Linked DNA regions of Oryzias latipes: region 2 is linked to region 1. The links are chromatin contacts, called in public Hi-C maps. All regions are on one chromosome and are shown on one strand. Each heading gives the region's core, a stretch centred on a gene start, on an enhancer-like site or on the middle of the called end of the contact. The rest is flanking DNA. Distances are from core to core; before and after follow the strand shown.

What was found. A called contact is a pair of places that touch in the nucleus more often than the background predicts.
Region 2: a Hi-C map of embryo shows a contact between it and region 1, with 3 times the contacts expected there. The contact joins the promoter of nek1 here to the promoter of pdgfra in region 1. A contact is called at or near these places in 3 of 5 Hi-C or Micro-C datasets (embryo and fibroblasts).

Annotation. Positions count from the first base shown.
Region 1 is chr4:530,095-534,068 of ASM223467v1, forward strand. pdgfra (platelet-derived growth factor receptor alpha) reads right to left here and starts at 1,717. Exons shown (of 29, transcript XM_004084773.4): 1 at 1,524-1,717.
Region 2 is chr4:1,037,902-1,041,875 of ASM223467v1, forward strand. It overlaps nek1 (serine/threonine-protein kinase Nek1), which reads left to right and starts at 2,168. Exons shown (of 37, transcript XR_002873127.1): 1 at 2,168-2,276; 2 at 2,562-2,710; 3 at 2,813-2,909.

The DNA.
Region 1 (3,974 bases), core at 467-2,966:
CAGAACAGAGAGAAAACAACACACCATTTAGAATGTTTTTGCAAATTCTCCATTAGTTGCCAGTTTGATTAAGGTTTTGTTCCTTCAACAAAAGGGGGCGTGTATGTGTGTGTGTGTGGGGGGGGGGGGGGGGGTCAGAATGTCGATGCTCCCCACGTTATGCTTTACCGTAGTCAAAAAGTTTAAGGAGTCTTTCGAGGTGAGATCAACCAAGTCTAAAATAATCTAGTGATTTGAGGATGGTGCAGAGCACAAATGCTCCGGTAGAGGGCGACACAGTCCATCATTTGAGGATAGACCGCCTTCAGTGCGAATTGATGGAGAAAAACACAGAACTGTGGACACTGTGGTTCTGTCTGACTTTAAACCGCAGCTCTCTGTGTCTAATCCGTACTTTGAATCACTTCTGTGACTTTTTGTTTTGGGACATTGTTCTGGGAGTCTTTCATCAGTGTCCTCTAACTTCTTCTTGTAGTTGCTGCGGTTCTCCTCCGACTGAGGCTCGGCACAAAAAGCTCGAACAGTCCATTAAGAGTCTGGGTTTGTTGACTCTATAATTAGCGCACCCTCTGCACACAAAGTATATATGCGTGGGAATCAGTTGACGAAATGCACATTAGGTTTGCGCTTTTTGTCCTTAGCGGAGATCTCGTGAGCGTCAACAGACTGCAGAGGCGCTCCAGCTCCGCGCGTGCCCTGCGCGTCTGTCATGCTGAGCTCCCTGCTCTCCGAGCAAGCGGCAAATGCACAGAATCAGAATGAGGCAGCCTGTGCTGAGCTGGGGGCCATCTGTGCAGCAGCTGACAGAAGATGATCTGCTTCAGCTTCAGTGGGGGCTGCGAGAAAGGTGCATCGCTGAAGATGCAGAGATCTGTTTTCCTTAGCTGCTGAAGTCCTTGGTGTCGCAGTGGGGTTTGGGAGGTGGAGAATGTAGTAACCCCCCACTGATCCACCACCAAAAAAACCCCAGCTCCTCTTTTTCCGTTTTGTTGTAGTTTCATTTCTCTTTTGGATGTCCATCAAGTTTCACTCCAAAGATTTTCCGCTTGAATTCCCAACAAAATTCCACCAGAGGAGAAGATAGTGCGCTGCGTAAGCACTCCAATGTGTTCCCAATTAAACACAAGCAGCACCCCGCAGCAGAGCCTTCTGTCTTGGAGGTGAAACATCCAGCTGTGAGGCGAGAACTGAGCGCCTTTATCCAACAGCGTGAGCCACGTCTCCCGCTCAGCCAAATGGGGGACCGGAGAGAGGACTTCAGACAACCGGCGAAAACCTTTACGAATCATCGCTTAATGAAGTTATGACAACTTACAAGGTCTGGAGGCTCCACAGATTCACCAATAAAGTTTGATAAACTTTTTGTAGGTTTACAGAAAAAGGATACTGCGGTAATTAGATAAGATTGTAGCAAAACTAAAAAAAAACCACCAACAACAACGAAACAAACAAAAACCTACTACAATAGATTAAAATGATTTTTAAATAAGTTATGAAACTACTTCAATAGAGCTCTCAGTTACCTTTTACTAATCCCCTCTCTATTGCTTTAGTGCGATGATATCCAGAATGAATAGGCGAGTAAAAAGGCGCAAAAAAAGGCTCCTTTGCAGCGGCGTTAATCCTTGGAGATCATGCGCTGTCGAGCGTCTGTCTGCGCGACCCTCCGCCCGCATCAGCGACCGCCTTCACAACTGCGCTGCAGCCACGGCGACCTGTAACTGATTCAACGTTACAGTCCTCCCCCTCCAGCCCCTGCAGAAAAAGCAAAGCATCTTGCTTAAAGTAAATAACGCTCAGGAAATACACCCCCCCCCCTTCTGGTGAAGCGCTGAACCCAGTTTCAAAGTGAGAATAAGAGTCTTGATCATGAAATGTTTACTCAGATTTCACTGATTTCTTGATTTAAAAACTTTTAAAAGCCTTTATTTGGGTTAAGTCCAACGTGGCTGTTGTTTAAAAAATCTATGATCCTTTATTGCGCATGCAAAAGATGAGATTTGTTTCTCGAAACGCACGGGTACAGCAATTATAGCTTTTATTTTTCATGTAGAATCAGATTTTTTAAGTGAACGGATCCAGTGTGTGGAGCTGGAATCAGGCACTGCAGCCCAGAGGAGCAGGGGGCGCTCCAACACCATCATATTTACGCGCAGTCCTGGAGCGCGGCACACATCCACCACACATCTGACAACAGAAAAGAGACTTCAAACATCAGGGTCGTTCAAACATCGTTTTCATCACCAGAAAACAAAATTGGTTGCATGCCAGATAACCAAGTCTATGAGCAGAACCGCTTAAGTTGGTGCGAGTCTCCAAACTCTTGGGCGGGAACAATGGATCCCATTGACCAACTGGGTACAGGACAGAAATACCAGAAAAACCTAAAGGTAGAGGCAAGGGCCCGGGGCCCACTCCCCACCCCCTCCTCCGCTCCGCGTATGCAGCCTCTTGGTGGAATCACTTCCACATGTTAGAAGAACTGTGTCCTTGTTCTCCAAACAAAGAACTTCAGCCTCAGAAGAGCAAATTTACCTCAAACTGGGCTGAAGCTCCACCTTCTGATGGGTTTTCTGAGAAAAAACTAAATACAGCCATGCAGGTAAAACCTTTACAAATAATTGTGTTTTTACTGATAAAGGGGAATGTCAACTTTCACTGAAAACAAGAATTTACTTCTCTGTAACCCAGGATAATAAAATAATGACATCATATATTTTGTTTTATTGTTTCTGGACCGGAAGAGTTTCTTGTTTAATCCCATTTGTCCTTCCTGTGACTGACCACCAGGGGCTTTGAGGAGGAATGTCAAAAGGTATTTCTGACACAGTATATATGTATTTAAAAAAAACAATCATGTAACCTACTTCACATTTTTTTGTATGGGGTTTCAAAAACTAGCTCAACCATTGTGATGAGCCACGATAGTATCAAAAACCTTTTTAGTCCCAAATGATTTAATTCATAATGTATATTTAAATTTTAATCTATCTATCTATCTATCTATCTATCTATCTATCTATCTATCTATCTATCTATCTATCTATCTATCTATCTATCTATCTATCTATCTATCTATCTATCTATCTATCTATCTATCTATCTATCTATCTATCTATCTATCTATCTGTCTGTCTGTCTGTCTGTCTGTCTGTCTGTCTGTCTGTCTGTCTGTCTGTCTGTCTGTCTGTCTGTCTGTCTGTCTGTCTCTTTATCTACAATCTTAACTTGTTAACGTTGTTGCTATCTATTGGAATATTTTCTTATAAAATTATTAGGGCACTCTTTTATTAAATTGAAAAATATCTGTGGACATGCTCTATTTTTTTTGTCAAAGATCTTTCTAGCAAAGCTCGGGGGGGGGGGGGTGCTCTCAACAAGCTTTGATTGTCTTACATTTTTATGCAGAATACTATGCATGTTTCTACACCGATCTCTGCCTCTGAAGTCCGAGTCTTCAGGAAGGTGAAGTCTTCATGAAAGATGCTTGTCCCTGCAAACTAAACATGAACTGCATCCGTGTTCCTGGTTGCTCCTCCAAGTTTTCGCGCGCGCTTCTCCAGGGCGCATCCTGGATTTAGATTAGAGGTGGATGCCGAGCGCACGACACCCCGATTCACTAATGGACTAAACGTCACTGAAAACCTTTCCCCTCCTCCTCCTTCTCATCCTCCTCCTTTTGGGTACTTCAGCTTCGTTCGAGCCTCTATTTAACCGCATGAGACAGCAGCTGCGGCCGGCTGAAAGGCGCGCCTATTAATTGTCTTTTGTCATGCGTAATTGGTGCGTTTTCAAGGCGTCCTAACGTTCTCTGAGTGCTGGGATTTTTCTCTTCTGTCTGCGTCATGTGGTTTAAAACTCCCTTCCTGATTTCTAGAAGTTCCAACCCCTGTCCAGGTTGGAGAAGGTTATGAACTTGGACAAATGACCCACTGTTGGTCCATTTTCGTGGCCACAGAGTCACGTTCTGTGGG
Region 2 (3,974 bases), core at 918-3,417, 510 kb after region 1:
AAAAGAAGGCATGCTTTAAACACACAGTGGGGCAAAAAGTTTTAAGTCAGACACAATTTTTGTTTAATTTCTCCCACTTAAAAAGATAAGAGAGGCTGTATTTTTCATCAAAGGTAAACCTCAACTGAAAGACAAAATCAGAAAAGAAAAAAAACAGAAAATCACATCTGATTTTTACAGAATATGTTAGGTGGAAAATAGTATTTGGTCACTCACAAACAATCAAGATTTCTGTCTCTCCCAGACCTGTAACTTCTTCTGTAGAGGATCCTCTGTCCTCCACTGGTTACCTGTATTAATGGCTCCTGTTTGAACTGGTTTCTATATAAAGACTCCTGTCCACGACCTCAAACAGTCATACTCCAAACTCTACTACGGAGACCAAAGAGCTGTCTAAGGACACCAGAAACCAAATTGTTGACTTGCACCAGGCTAGAAGACTGAATCTGCAATAGATAAGCAGCTTGGTGTAAAGAAATCACCTGTGGGAGCAATTATTAGATTTCACCCCAAGGTCCCATGACCCCATGGGGGACCTGGTGAAAGGCCTCCAGAGAACTGGGACCAAATACATACCTACATACCATCAGTGACACACGACACCGCCAGGGACTCAAACCCTGCAGGGCCAGACGTGTCCACCTACTAAAGCCAGTACATGTGCAGGCCCGTCTAAAGTCTGCTAGAGAGCATTTGGATGATCCAGAAGAGGATTGGGAGAATGTCCTATGGTCAGATGAAAACAAAATAGAACTTTTAGTAAGAACTCTACTGTTTGCAGGAGAAAGAAAGCTGAGTTGCATCCAAAGAAGACCATACCTACTGTAAAGCATGGTGGTGGAACCATCATGGTTTGGGGCTGTTTTTCAGCAAACGGACCAGGACAACTGATGTAAAGGAAAGAATGAATGGGGCCATGTATCCTCAGATTTTGAGTGAAAACCTCCTTCCATCAGCAAGGACACTGAAGATGAAACATGGTTGGATCTTTCAGCACGACAACGATCCTAAACACACGTTGCCCGGGTAACAAAGGAGTGGCTTCATGAGAAACATTTCAAGGTCCTAGAGTGGCCTAGCCAGTCTCCAGATCTCAACCTCATAGAAAATCTTTGGAGGGGGTTGAAAGCTCGTGTGGCCCAGTGACAGCCCCAAAACATCACTGCTCTAGAGGAGATCTGCATGGAGGAATGGGCCAAAATACCAGCAACAGTTTTTGAAAACCTTGTGAAGACTTACAGAAAACGTCTGACTGCTGTCATTGTCAACAAAGGGTAAATAAATAGTATTGAGTTGAACTTTTTTATTGACCAAATACTTATTTTCCTCCATAATTTACGAATGAATTCTTTAAAAATTGGAGAATTTTTTTTTGCTGTTTTTTTCTCATTGTGTTTCTCATAGTTGAGGTTTACCTATGATGAAAATTACAGGCCTCTGTAATGTTTTTAAGTGGGAGAACTTAAACAATTGGTGGCTGACTGAACACATTTTTGACCCACTGCATATAATGTAATAAAAATGTACAATTGACCTGTAAGCTGAGAAAATCAAGCCTTTGACAATTTATTAGCTATTATTAATGAATATGTAGCACTGAATTGGAAAGGTGAAGATTTACTTATCATCAAAATATGGGTGATTCCAATTCTGGAATCGCCCATTATCATGATTCAAAGTGCCAACAAAGATTATTTTTACCTTTGTATTTATAGGCTATAGGTTCAAAAGATTTAGCTCTTTTCTGATGTATTTGTTTAAAACTCTTTCTTTGCAAAGAAGAAGACAGAGGAAAGCACAACGGAATTATTTCTGTTTGCATGGACAACATTTTCTACTGAAGGTGTCCGTAAACATGTGTTCTGGTTGCTTTTTATCAATTATACATATAACTAAGATTAAATTTGATCTAATTAAAGGGATAAGTATACACTTAAGTGCACAAGAAGTAAATAACGTGGGTCTTTTCAGAAACGGTCTCATAACTGGCTCGTTCGGCGCTTTTCCGGTGTTCTTATTTTTGTCTATTTTGGGCTGCCATACCCAGTTGTTAAGACAAACGTCCACAGCAACAGATCCAGAGAGGAGGGAGGGAGGAAATCCAGAGAGGAGGCGGGAAATTGTCAAGGAAGATGATGAGAGTTAAAATGAACCAATCCCTGAACGGCTTCTTGAAGCTGACCAATCAGAATGCAGGAAGGGGATTGCTGTCAGGGCATATGTGGCTTTAGCACAAACCAGACGTTCGGCAAAATAGCAGCGGAAAAAGACTGATGGTAAGCTCATTTTCAGACGGTTTGTGACTTTGACTAAACTCTTGCTTGTTTAGATGTTTTAGTAAATGTTCTGAGTTGTTATGGGGCTTTTATTTAACGAACCCTTTTCATCTTCGTGGAGCCTCTGGTGAGGTTAGCCATGATCTGGCAGCTGCGTCTCTGTCTGTCCGCATCATCATCACCTGCTTCTCTGCACACTTAGGAAGAAATTCAGTATAATGAGCGAAATTTTGCTCTAAAATCGGAAGCTTTTAAGGCATAGAGTCGTTTCTGATGCCATTTCAGAGCCAGCATGTGGAGCAGGTCATTTCAGTGACATGGACAAGTACGAAAACGTGAAGCAGATCGGGGAGGGCTCCTTTGGGAAGGCCATCCTAGTCAACTCGAAAGAGGATGGACGCCAGTATGTCATTAAGGAGATTGGCATCTCTGGGGTAACCTCCTTTAAAAAGAAGAAGAAGAAGAAGAGTTGATTTCTATTAGCCTTAGCATGTGCTGTAGGCTGACTCTAATGACATCCATGTTGCTTTTGGCAGATGTCAACCAAAGAGAGGCGGGAGTCTCGGAAAGAGGTGTCTGTTCTCGCCAACATGAGTCACCCCAACATTGTCCAGTATAAGGAGTCATTTGAAGGTATGGACAGTTCAGAGATCACCTGATCATCTAAAGAGTCTAAGAGTTCTCGTGCCCTTTCTAGTGATGGAGGACATGTATAAAGAAAATGAAGCTTAAAATTGCATTTCTGAGTGTTTCTTTATTCAAGTCGTTGTGAATCAGGAGCAGATGCATGTGGAATAAGCTTGGGGCTGTGATGTAGCTGCTACAGGTGGCGAGCCACAAGCCCCCTGCTCCGCCCTATTCTGATGCTTGCTCAAAATTAGATCCGTTGAAGTCCCACCTGTGACAGACTGCCGACCTGTCCAGGGTGTCCCCTGCCTTCGCCCACAAGTGGCCGGGATAGGCTCCAGCAGCCCCGTGACCCCGAAAGGGATAAAACGGCAGAAGATGAATACATGAATAAATTCCCACTCCATTCATATTTTGATAAATTTTCAAAGTGTTCCCAGTGGTCTTTCAATTATGATTCTACAGTTTTGAGCCAAAGTCCAAAAATCTTTGTCGTCTTCCAGACAAAAGTTGTGCAGCGAGGTAAGAATTCATTCAAAATTCACCTCTGAGTTGTGGGCGGGACTGTTGGCGTGGAAGTAAGCCTCCGCTGATTTCCCAACAACCCTTTGTTTACACTCTCTCCTGCTACCTTACAGCCCCTCACGCCCCCAACCTAATGTTAGCGGTGCAACAAAAATGGCAGCGAAATCAGATCTGTCCATCTGTCCGGTTCTGATCCAGATTCCAGCTCAGACCAGGAAAACAGAGACGTTCATGGATCTGTTGGTCTGCAGGTGGATGATCAGAATGAAGCAGAGCAGGAAGCTGGTGGCCATTCAGTTTCTACATCACAATAAAAATAAAAGCTTTTTCAAATTTATTTTTTTATTTGCTCCTGATTCATAACGATTTGAAAAGACAAGCAATTCTAATTCTAAATTCTGTAATGTCCTCTATTGTGACAAAAATCTACAAGAACATGCTAAAAACACCAAAAACAGGATTTTCACTGGAGTGGCTCTTTAACGTTTTCCTTGTCTGAGCTGGAATCTGGGCTAAACTGTACGGCTGCATAGCTACGATATTGCT